Regions from separate parts of the Mus musculus genome. Here region 1 is linked to region 2. A link is a contact called in public HiChIP or PLAC-seq data. All regions are on one chromosome and are shown on one strand. The core of a region is the stretch at or near the end of the contact, and the rest is flanking DNA. Distances in the headings are between cores, read along the strand shown.

Region 1 (4,701 bases), core at 394-2,893, 710 kb before region 2:
AGCCAGCACCAGACTTTCCTCTCCACAGGCTAGTGACTCGGACCTCACGCCTCCAAACTTTCGGTTTTTTTCCACTAATCAAAATAATCCACAAGCTTCACATCTCTTAGGAAAATGCCCCTTTTGTAGGTTCTGACTAGTGTTTGACGGTGAAAGGGACAGAGAAGCAACTGCTAACTGTGTGTGACAGAGGGCTTTGGGGGGATCACATTAATTTATCCCTTCTCTCACTCTGAGTCCCTAGGATCAGGGGCAGATGGAGGTGGTGGAAGCTCACAGTGGCTCTTTTTATCCTAGGGAGTCCAGGGGTACTATGGGCAGCCGGGCCCTCTCCCACGACAGTATTTTCTTTCCTGAATCGGGACAGGACCCTGCTCGGCCCGTGCGGGTGTTCTCCCAAGAAAATGTGTGCGACCGGATCAAGGCTTTGCAGGTAAGGGTTCGCTTGGCACTCTCACTGGGTGTCTGTCCAGTGTTAATCTAGAAGTTTCTAAGTGATCTCAGCTTAGCATTTTATACAGTTGAAAGTCGGGTCACAGGTTCTTCACGGGTCTCAGGCATGCAAGTTAGTCACATTCTGACTCACTGTTGGTGACTGCCTAAAGAATAAGGACAGTGGTGAGGGAGCTGGGGACAGACATTCAGGTCAGGGCACTGTGCTAGGGTGCTGAAGTTATTTCCTGAATGAATGAATCAGAGCAGGAAGATTTGTTGCTAGCTATTGTTGATGAAAACACTAAGAATGGTTACTATTCCCTCAATCTAGTTAAAGATACAATGTAACGTGAAGATGGGGCCACCGCCTCCAGGAGGCCTTCCTATCAAGCGGGCAGAGGAAACCGGCATGAGTTCTGAGGATGACGGACTGCCCCGCAGCCCCCCAGAGATGTCCCTGCTGCACGATGTGGGTCCAGGCACAACTATAAAGGCGAGTACAGTCTGTGCCCTTGAATATTTCCATCCACTCCTGACACTAAGCATTGATAGAACTCTGGAGGACCCTCCATGTCTTCCAGCAAGGTCTCTTGAGTGAGGGAGACTGCGCTGCCGTTTTGTGCGGTTGTGTGGTCAGTCTGATGCCATCTGCTCTGTGCCTTATCTTTCTTGTCTGAGCAGATGCCCAGACCCAGAAAAGAAGGGCAGGGGCTCCCTCTCCTCTGCATCTCCCCTCCCATGGCAGTGGCCAGAGCACAAAGAGAAGAGTAAACACTGAATTATATTCAGCCCTGTTCCTGAGTCCTGACCGCAGAAACCTGTTGGTTTGGGCGAGTCACATGAAGCCCTCAGGGTAAAGGCAGCCCAGGGAGTCTGACCAGCAGTGTCTGACCTCAGCCACTGCAGGAAGTGATCCCAACTGTTGTACCCCCATAGACTCCATTTCACAAAGAAACACCCCAGCATGTTCATGGGCTACTTTTGTTTGTGGTAAGAATGTTAATGTACACATATATAGAAGACAAACAGGATGGCCATTTTCTCCATATTAGTAAGCCAAGCGAAGGGCAAATGGGAATGATCCAAATGATATTGATCCTTGAAAAACAAGTAAAAACAGAGTTGGTGTTTGATAGCTGGGCATCCTTGGATCCCGTTCAACCCTGGCCCTGCCAGGGCGTTGTTTACAATGTAACTGTAGAGTTACCACTTCTGGGCTGTTTGGAATTGTATTCGGTAACCACTCAACTTAGGTACATAGAGTTCCCTCTTCCCAGACACGAGCTTGTTCTTTCTTGTAGTTGTGAGCACCCAGAATATTAGTAATGGAAAATCAGGACTGTGGTGTGGCTGATTTTAAGTCAGCTCTAGGGGTTGGCAACTCCCATGGAGCTGCCTAGAGTATGACTCCCAGAATCTGGCCTCAGGGAAACCTATCTCTGGTCACAGTAAGAGTAGGCTCTGGGGCCAGAGGCTACCAACCCACACCTGCTCTCCAACTTCAAGAAGGCCTGGATGATGGGGAAGGTTGCCTTACTCTGTGGAATAAAACTATGCCCGTTAGCAACTTAAAACACTCTTGTGTACAATTGCATTGTCCCTTTTCAGAATTAGATATGGCTGTGTGTCAGGCTCTGTTTGTGAGGCGATACCTGTGAGGAGCTACCTGCTGGTTCATTTTTGACTTTACCCTCCTTCCTCTATCTCTTGAGCCTTGGACTCCAGTCTCTGACTTACAGTAGCTGGTTCTATCTGCAATTGGCTGCATTGGGTGGGGCGGGGTGGGGTTTCGGGGAGCAGCTTCATTTGTTGAAGACAGAGTTCAACTCCAAACCCGATCACCACTGCAGTGCACAAATTTTAATTAGCCAAGTGGGGGTCACTTGTGCAGGGGCCACACTTACCTAACTTTTTTATTCCAATGGTTCTGACTTTTTATTTTAAGATGAACTCTGAGGTTGTACCAGTTATTGGGTAGTATACCAAATCTGCTTTCATCGTGGGAAGCCAACGTTTGGGAATGGTGGGTGCACGGCTTTCATTCCAGGAGGAGGCAGATGGAGCTCTGTGAGTTCAAGGCCAGCCTGGTCTATAGACTGAGTTCCAGGACAACCAGGGCTACATAGAGAGACTTTAGCTCAAAAAGCAAACAAACAAAAATGTTAACCGGACACTAATATTTAGGTCCAGTGTTCCAATAGAGACATGCAGATAATAATTATTATTATTATCTTTGTTTGCATGGTTGTTTAGAGATGGTGGGTTGTTCTTGGAACCTAGAGGATGGATCCCAGATTCTCTCTCTTTTGTACTAGTTGGTTTTGTGTCAACTTGACACAAGCTAGAGTCATCAGAGAGGAAGGAGCCTCAGTTGAGGAAATGCCTCCATGAGATCCAGCTGTAAAGCATTTTCTCAATTAGTGATCAATGGGGGAGGGCCCAGCCCATTGTGGGTGGTGCCATCCCTGGGCTGGTCGTCCTGGGTTCTATAAGAAAGCAGACTGTGCAAGCCATGAGGAGCAACCCAGTAAGCAGCACCCCTCCCTGGCCTCTGCATCAGCTCCTGCCTCCAAGTTCCTGCCCCCATTTGAGTTCCTGAACTGACTTCCTTTGATAATTAGCTGTGGAAGCATTAGCCAAATAAACCCTCCCCTCCCCAACTTGCTTTTGGTGATGGTTCGTTGCCACAATAGAAACCCTGACTAAGACATCACACACCTGAGCTGCATGCACTATAGCATAGCATCTGTGCTTTGCAGGACAGCCTGCCGACACCCACTCCAAGAAGAGGCTCACTGTATTCAGTGGGGCAGGCATCTTAGGGTATTCTCTCAGTCTTCCTTCTGTCACCTGGCAACGCATTTGCTCACTGCTGACTGCTAGTTCCTCCCCGCTGAGGTGTAAACTAGTAACATGCCTGTAGCTCACCATATGGTAGCCGAAAGCCAGACTCCTCGTGAGGCTGTAAAGACCCTTTCCAATGAACAAAGTTTGCCAGATAAGAGGCTGACAGGGGGCTCCATGCTTCCTGTGACCTGAACCCTGATGTCTCACTGCTGGGCCACATGCCAAGCTTGACAAAAACAGCAGGTTCCTCCACCCCTAGAGACACTGGGCTAGTCTGTTTTGTTGGTTAAAGTAGCTATGGAAAGTCTTCCTGTGAAGAGGAGTGGCCTCAGGGTTGTCCCCACCCTTTGACCTCCCAGTCATTTGCTCTAAAGCGATAGTCTTAAACATTCCCCAACTGAAATTCCCCAATTGAAAATACTCTGCTCCAGGTACAGGCTAGAGAGCCCAGACGCACACCAAAGGGGAGCTGGTAGGATAGCAGTCTCCATCCTTGTCACTAAATTAATGCTTGGTGTGTTTGTCCCTTGTGACACGAAGATCCTAGTGTCCTCGTCCCGGCCACAGTCTCCCGACCACATGAGCGATGCCTCCATCTCGTCTCGGACCTTGGATGGTAGCCTAGCTCCTGTGGTTGACTTCAGCCACCCTCCAGAATTCTCTTCCTGCCTGGACAACTCTGCAGCTAAACACAAACTCCTGGTGAAGCCCCGCAACCAGCGATCAAGTAAACTGAGGCGGCTGTCTTCGGTAATCGGCCTTCCTCCTCAGTGGAGGGATGGGGTGGGCAGACATGACAGTCTTACCTGCTGCCTGATAGCCCTTCTGAGCACCTCCATGGTGGGTAAGATCACACTGCAGATGCTAGTTTGCTCATCTTTTGCACCTTGAATGGGACATGTCTCCCTTGCATAAACACCCTCCTTAGACATTAATACTTGCATGGATATGTTCATTCCACAAACACCAAGAATCCACAGTATCGTGTGCCAAGCCTGACACCATCTATTCCTGGACTCCTTTTACCCTGACGGGGCTTAGATCCCTCAGCTCTAGAGAAGGTGGGGGTGGAGGGCTGGGCAAGCGTGCCAAGGACAATGGCTCACACTGAGGACTTACAGAGTAACAACCTTCCCTATCCTCCTCTCAAGACACAATCACAGTGTTGAAGATTTCATGACAAGCTAAAGTGCAGACAAATGGCAGGGCCCACTTGTGTTTCAGGAACTTCCTGAAGAGAGTGAGTTGTCTGTTTGGCAAATGGGAGTTCTAGTCTGGTGACTGGAAGAGCTGCCAAAGGTTATGACCCAGAGCTCGGACAGAGACGACCTCCCCTCAGCCCTCTGTGCTGTGCTGCTCATGGCTTGGCAGCTTCATCTTCCCGGGGATTACTGTATGTTGTACCGGGTACTTCCTAAT
Region 2 (4,325 bases), core at 42-2,541:
AGCAGGTGTTGGGATTGTAGGTCACACAGGCTCCTCTTCGAAGGCTCTGTACACTCTCTATGGACAAGATGATTTATGTGCATTTCTAAACAGTTAGGTTCTCACAGCTGCTTCCACCGATGGCATTGTCACGTGTCATTTCACATAGTTGCTGCTGCAGCGATCTCTGGGCTCAGTGTTTGACCTCTGTCTTCAAATGTTTATATCGCAGCTGATAAAACTCTTAAGGCAGACCTCACAGTGCATGGGGAGTCAGTGATGTCAGTCAGTCATTCTCTGTCCTCTTGTCTTTCCCCCATCAGCTGCATTACAAACTTGCCGCATCAGAGAGGGCTTGAGAGGGCTTTGATGCGGGTCAGTGAGCTGGAGGGTGGCGGTGGCGGTGGTGCTGGGGCTGGGGCTGGTTTGGAAGTGCGCAGGTGTTGGTGGCACCTGCTGCTGCTTTACTTTCTTGTGCTTTGCTACTGCACGTCCAGGGTGAAAATGAGCCACAGGCCCAGAAGGGCAGACTTTTGGAAGCTGGTCAAAATGCTTGATGATGCTTTGTCTTTGTGGCAGAACTCAGTCTGAGTTGTCATCCTCTCTGCTGGCCCTAGCCCTGGGACCCAGTCAGCAAGCACGTGTCCTTTTATTTCACCCGGCTGGTTTCTGCCTAAATTCATTGTCTGCTGAATAGGTCAGAGGTTCTCAGATGAATGCTCTTATATATTAGTTTGTCATTTACTAACCATGTAGTTCCCTGCATGGAAATTCCAAATGTGGGCTTTCCTTGACTGAAATGGACGTGCCTATGCTTCTTGTATTCTCAGGCACTTTGTCTAGGTTGAGGAATGTTAGTGTCCGGTAACTTTTTACGTAGAGACATTCTGCCCTTTGTTCTGTCTTCACTATACTCTTAACTTTGGCTTGCATCTCTACTTACATCTTTTTACCCTTTTTTACTCAGTCAAGCTGCATAATGTTATTGCATAATTCATCGGTACCTTTATTCTTATTGAACAGTCACAGGCAGAGTGGAGCTAAGGATGGACCCCAGTGAATCGGTAGGCATTGCTTTAAGGTGGTATTTTATTTGAATAGTGTATGCCAACTTTTCATTCCATTCCCTTGCATAGTGTTCCAGTAGGAAAGCAAGTTTCCTAGTGTATCCCCTGGAGGACGAGTCTCTTGCTTTCTACTTTTAGCTTACAGCAGCACTTTTCCTGGCAACATTTCAGTTCTGGCCATAGCTGCACTAGGATAGTCATTCCCAGTCCACAGGAGGAGAGGTGGACCACACCAGCCGCCCGGGATCTTGGATTGCAGAGGTGACTGGCCTGGAGGCAGATGCCCCGACCCCTGCAGAGCTCCACCCCAGACAGGGTGTTTCCAAAGGTGCTGAGCAGAATTTAGAGCAGTGACTAATTTGCATTATATGATAACATCTGGTAGGTAGCTCTGGAATCAAAGAAGGGAAAATATGAGCCAGCTACATTGGGGAGTGTGAACTTGGAGCATTCTCTTCCTGCTTCTGGTCCTGAAGTATCTTGAAGATACACACATTAGGTTGTTTTCCTGTGAGCAGACTGTCTATAGAGAAGGATGGAACAGTCTTCACCAGGTGGGTGTGGAGATAGATTCTGACTCACTGCAGGACTGCACTCAGACTCAATGGCAGCCTATCAAGAGGCGTGCCAGCCCAGAGATAAGCATTGGAGATAGCAGAGAAGGCTTGAAAGGCTCAGTAATGAGGATCTGTAAAGGAAATGGTTTTGAAAACATAAGATAGGCATTTAAGTGTCTGCCTTAAGAGAAGGGGGAGGTAACCGGCTAGCAGAAGCCAGGAAACAGGACCCAAACAAAGGCAGCCTGGCCTAGTGCCTGGGAGGACCTGGTGCTAGAACAGCAGTGTTTGTTTATCCAGGCACACACTGCTGCTCCTCTCAAGGGGCTGGCTCGAAGTCCAAGTTCTGGGTGACCTCAGTGCCTGTAGCATTGGAGATAAAAGCTTAACCTAGATATACCCAGTAGTTACAAATTGTTCCTTAGTGAGTGAATTTATCAGCTAACTAACATAAATGTTGCCATATCCTCTTTATTGTAATGGGAGTTCCTTAGAAAACTGGTTTGAGTGGAGAGCTGTAGATGGCCTGTAGTCCTTGATAACAGTAGCCAGGACGCTTGCTCTGGCCAGTATCTGTCTGCAGCATATGGGACAGGTGGAGGCTGTTGAGAGTTCCCCTTGCCTCCTGCACTTCCTGTAAGCCAGCACTGCTTGACTGGTTGTGAAGATTTCTGTTTGTATCTAGGCAGCTCCTCTGAGGGTGGGACTTAACTCTCAGAGGCCCCATTGCAGTGAGATAGAGGGCCTGCTAGTTTATCTGTGGTACACATGGCCCATGGCAAGGGCTCAGTAATTCTGCTTAACCACAAGTGGGACTGGCTCATGTCCCACTCATGTTCACCTCAGAACTTTTCGCTGCTATCTTAAAGTCTTAATATACTAAATATACTTAATATTAAAATGCCACCTGAATTTTCAATTGACTTTTTTACATTTACTTTGTGTGTATATGGCACATGTGTGAAGGTCAGAGGACAACTTGTGGGACTTGGTTCTTTCCACTGTGTGAGCTCTGGGACTAGAACTCAGTAGTTAGGCTTAGCAGTGAGTGCCTTTACCAGATATTTCATCCCACTGGACCTTTTAAATATATTCTATTTGATTATATACAGATTCTGTGAGCCCCTATCTAGTAGTTACATCTCATTTTTTGTCTTGATTTTTTTTTTCTTTTTTTTCTTTTTAAAGACATGGCCTCAGGTAGCTCAGCATGGCCTGTGTAGTCAGAGATGACTCTGAACTGCTGCCCTCTTTGCCTCTATCTCCTAAGTGCTGGGATTACAGATGTGTAACACCATACCCTGTTTATTTGGTGCTGGGACGGAATGGAGGGCCTCATGCATACTAATTAGACAACACTGTACCAGCTGAATTGTTTCCACCCCTTTTACATCTCTCTATTCAGGCTCCAGCCAGGTTAGACTGGACCCTGGTAAGTTTATTCATGAAGTTTTATTCAGTAGTACCATTTCCTAAGCTAGACCTGGAAACAGTCTTTTATCTGATGGCTGAACAGATTCTAGGCAGACACTTGCTTACTGGTGGTTGCTGTGATGGGCCTGGAATTGGGGGCAGGAGTGCACTGGGGACGTTGGGGAAGGCACACCTCAGGACACACTCAGTGTGAGTCAGTCTGTGTGTCTCCTATAATGATTATTTTCTTATAAGTTCAGCTTTTAAAAAAGCTTTTGGGATCCCCAAATACACAAATGCCATCTAAAGCTGTCATTGTTCAGGATGAGTGACCCATTTGGGAGCTTAGGCAGTAAGACACTGTATCTTTGTTACAAGGCATCTTTGTCTGCAGACTCTTGAATTTCTTTTTTTGCCTTCTGCCTCCTACCTAAAAAGGACAAAACCAGAACAAACAAGAAAAGATAGCCACAGGAAACAGTGGTGGAAGGCATTGCTGCAGGAGGTGGGAGAGAGTGTGTTAGGATTAGAGACAGCAGCATTGAGACTCCAGGACTGACTGACTTCGACCAATCAAGGATCCTGAGTCTGGCTTCCCTTAGACTAAATGGGAACAACTTTAGTTTAAAGATTCTCTCCGCTACCCACCTTTACCTTCTTCTCTCTCCACTGGCAACTCTCTCGAAAAGGTTCTCAATGCAGTATTTTATTTAGCAGGTATTATTTTTTACTATAATCTAAGTACTTATTTAAATACCTTTCCATTTAATCTTACTATTTTTTAAAAATAGGTGTTTGTGCGCATGTGCACACATATGTGTGTGCGTGCCTGCATGCGTGTGTCAGGGTCCACAGAGGCCAGAAGAGAGCATTGGTTCCAAGGAACAGGACTTAGAGGCAGTTGTGAGCTGCCCCATGTGAGTGCTGGGAACCACACTTGGCTCCTCTGGAAGAGCAGCAAGCACTCTTAACTGCAGAGCTGTTTCGATGCCTTTATTTTTATGTTTCCTCTTTTTGACCTGGTCTGGAACTGAAATAAATGGAACCTTTTCAGAGAGCTGACTTCATGGCCACATATGAATAGGTTTAGCTCTCACGCTGTGTAATGATCCACATCATCCTTACCCCAGTGCTTTTAATATGCTGCTGTTCTTAGGTAGAATGTAAGGAAGACATATAGTCATTAGCTTCTAATATGTATATAACCTATATATTGATCAGCTTCTAATGGGGAGAATAGTCATGGTGAAGGACTTAGGGTGGAATCAAGCTAACTCAGTTTTGCTGAGTCAAAGTGATCTGGGACTCA

The links. HiChIP or PLAC-seq counts read pairs in DNA pulled down with a chosen protein or histone mark.
Region 1: a FOXA1 HiChIP or PLAC-seq map of pancreatic cancer cells shows a contact between it and region 2. The contact joins two enhancer-like sites. A contact is called at or near these places in 1 of 115 datasets of contacts at active chromatin or transcription factors (pancreatic cancer cells) and 1 of 9 other capture datasets (embryonic stem cells).

Annotation. Positions count from the first base shown.
Region 1 is chr1:37,627,548-37,632,248 of GRCm38.p6, reverse strand. Cracdl (capping protein inhibiting regulator of actin like) reads left to right here. Exons shown (of 10, transcript NM_028096.1): 4 at 298-433; 5 at 767-928; 6 at 3,823-4,032. Among named protein-coding and RNA genes, the nearest start is that of 4930556I23Rik, 15 kb to the right of the region's middle. Within about 2 kb of position 1,643, at least 43 of the 459 cell types and tissues checked have an H3K27ac peak or open chromatin away from gene starts, as enhancers often do. A contact at or near this core is called in pancreatic cancer cells, where this site is marked.
Region 2 is chr1:36,917,852-36,922,176 of GRCm38.p6, reverse strand. The region is part of intron 1 of Tmem131 (transmembrane protein 131); the gene reads left to right. Among named protein-coding and RNA genes, the nearest start is that of Tmem131, 20 kb to the left of the region's middle. Within about 2 kb of position 1,291, at least 201 of the 459 cell types and tissues checked have an H3K27ac peak or open chromatin away from gene starts, as enhancers often do. A contact at or near this core is called in pancreatic cancer cells, where this site is marked.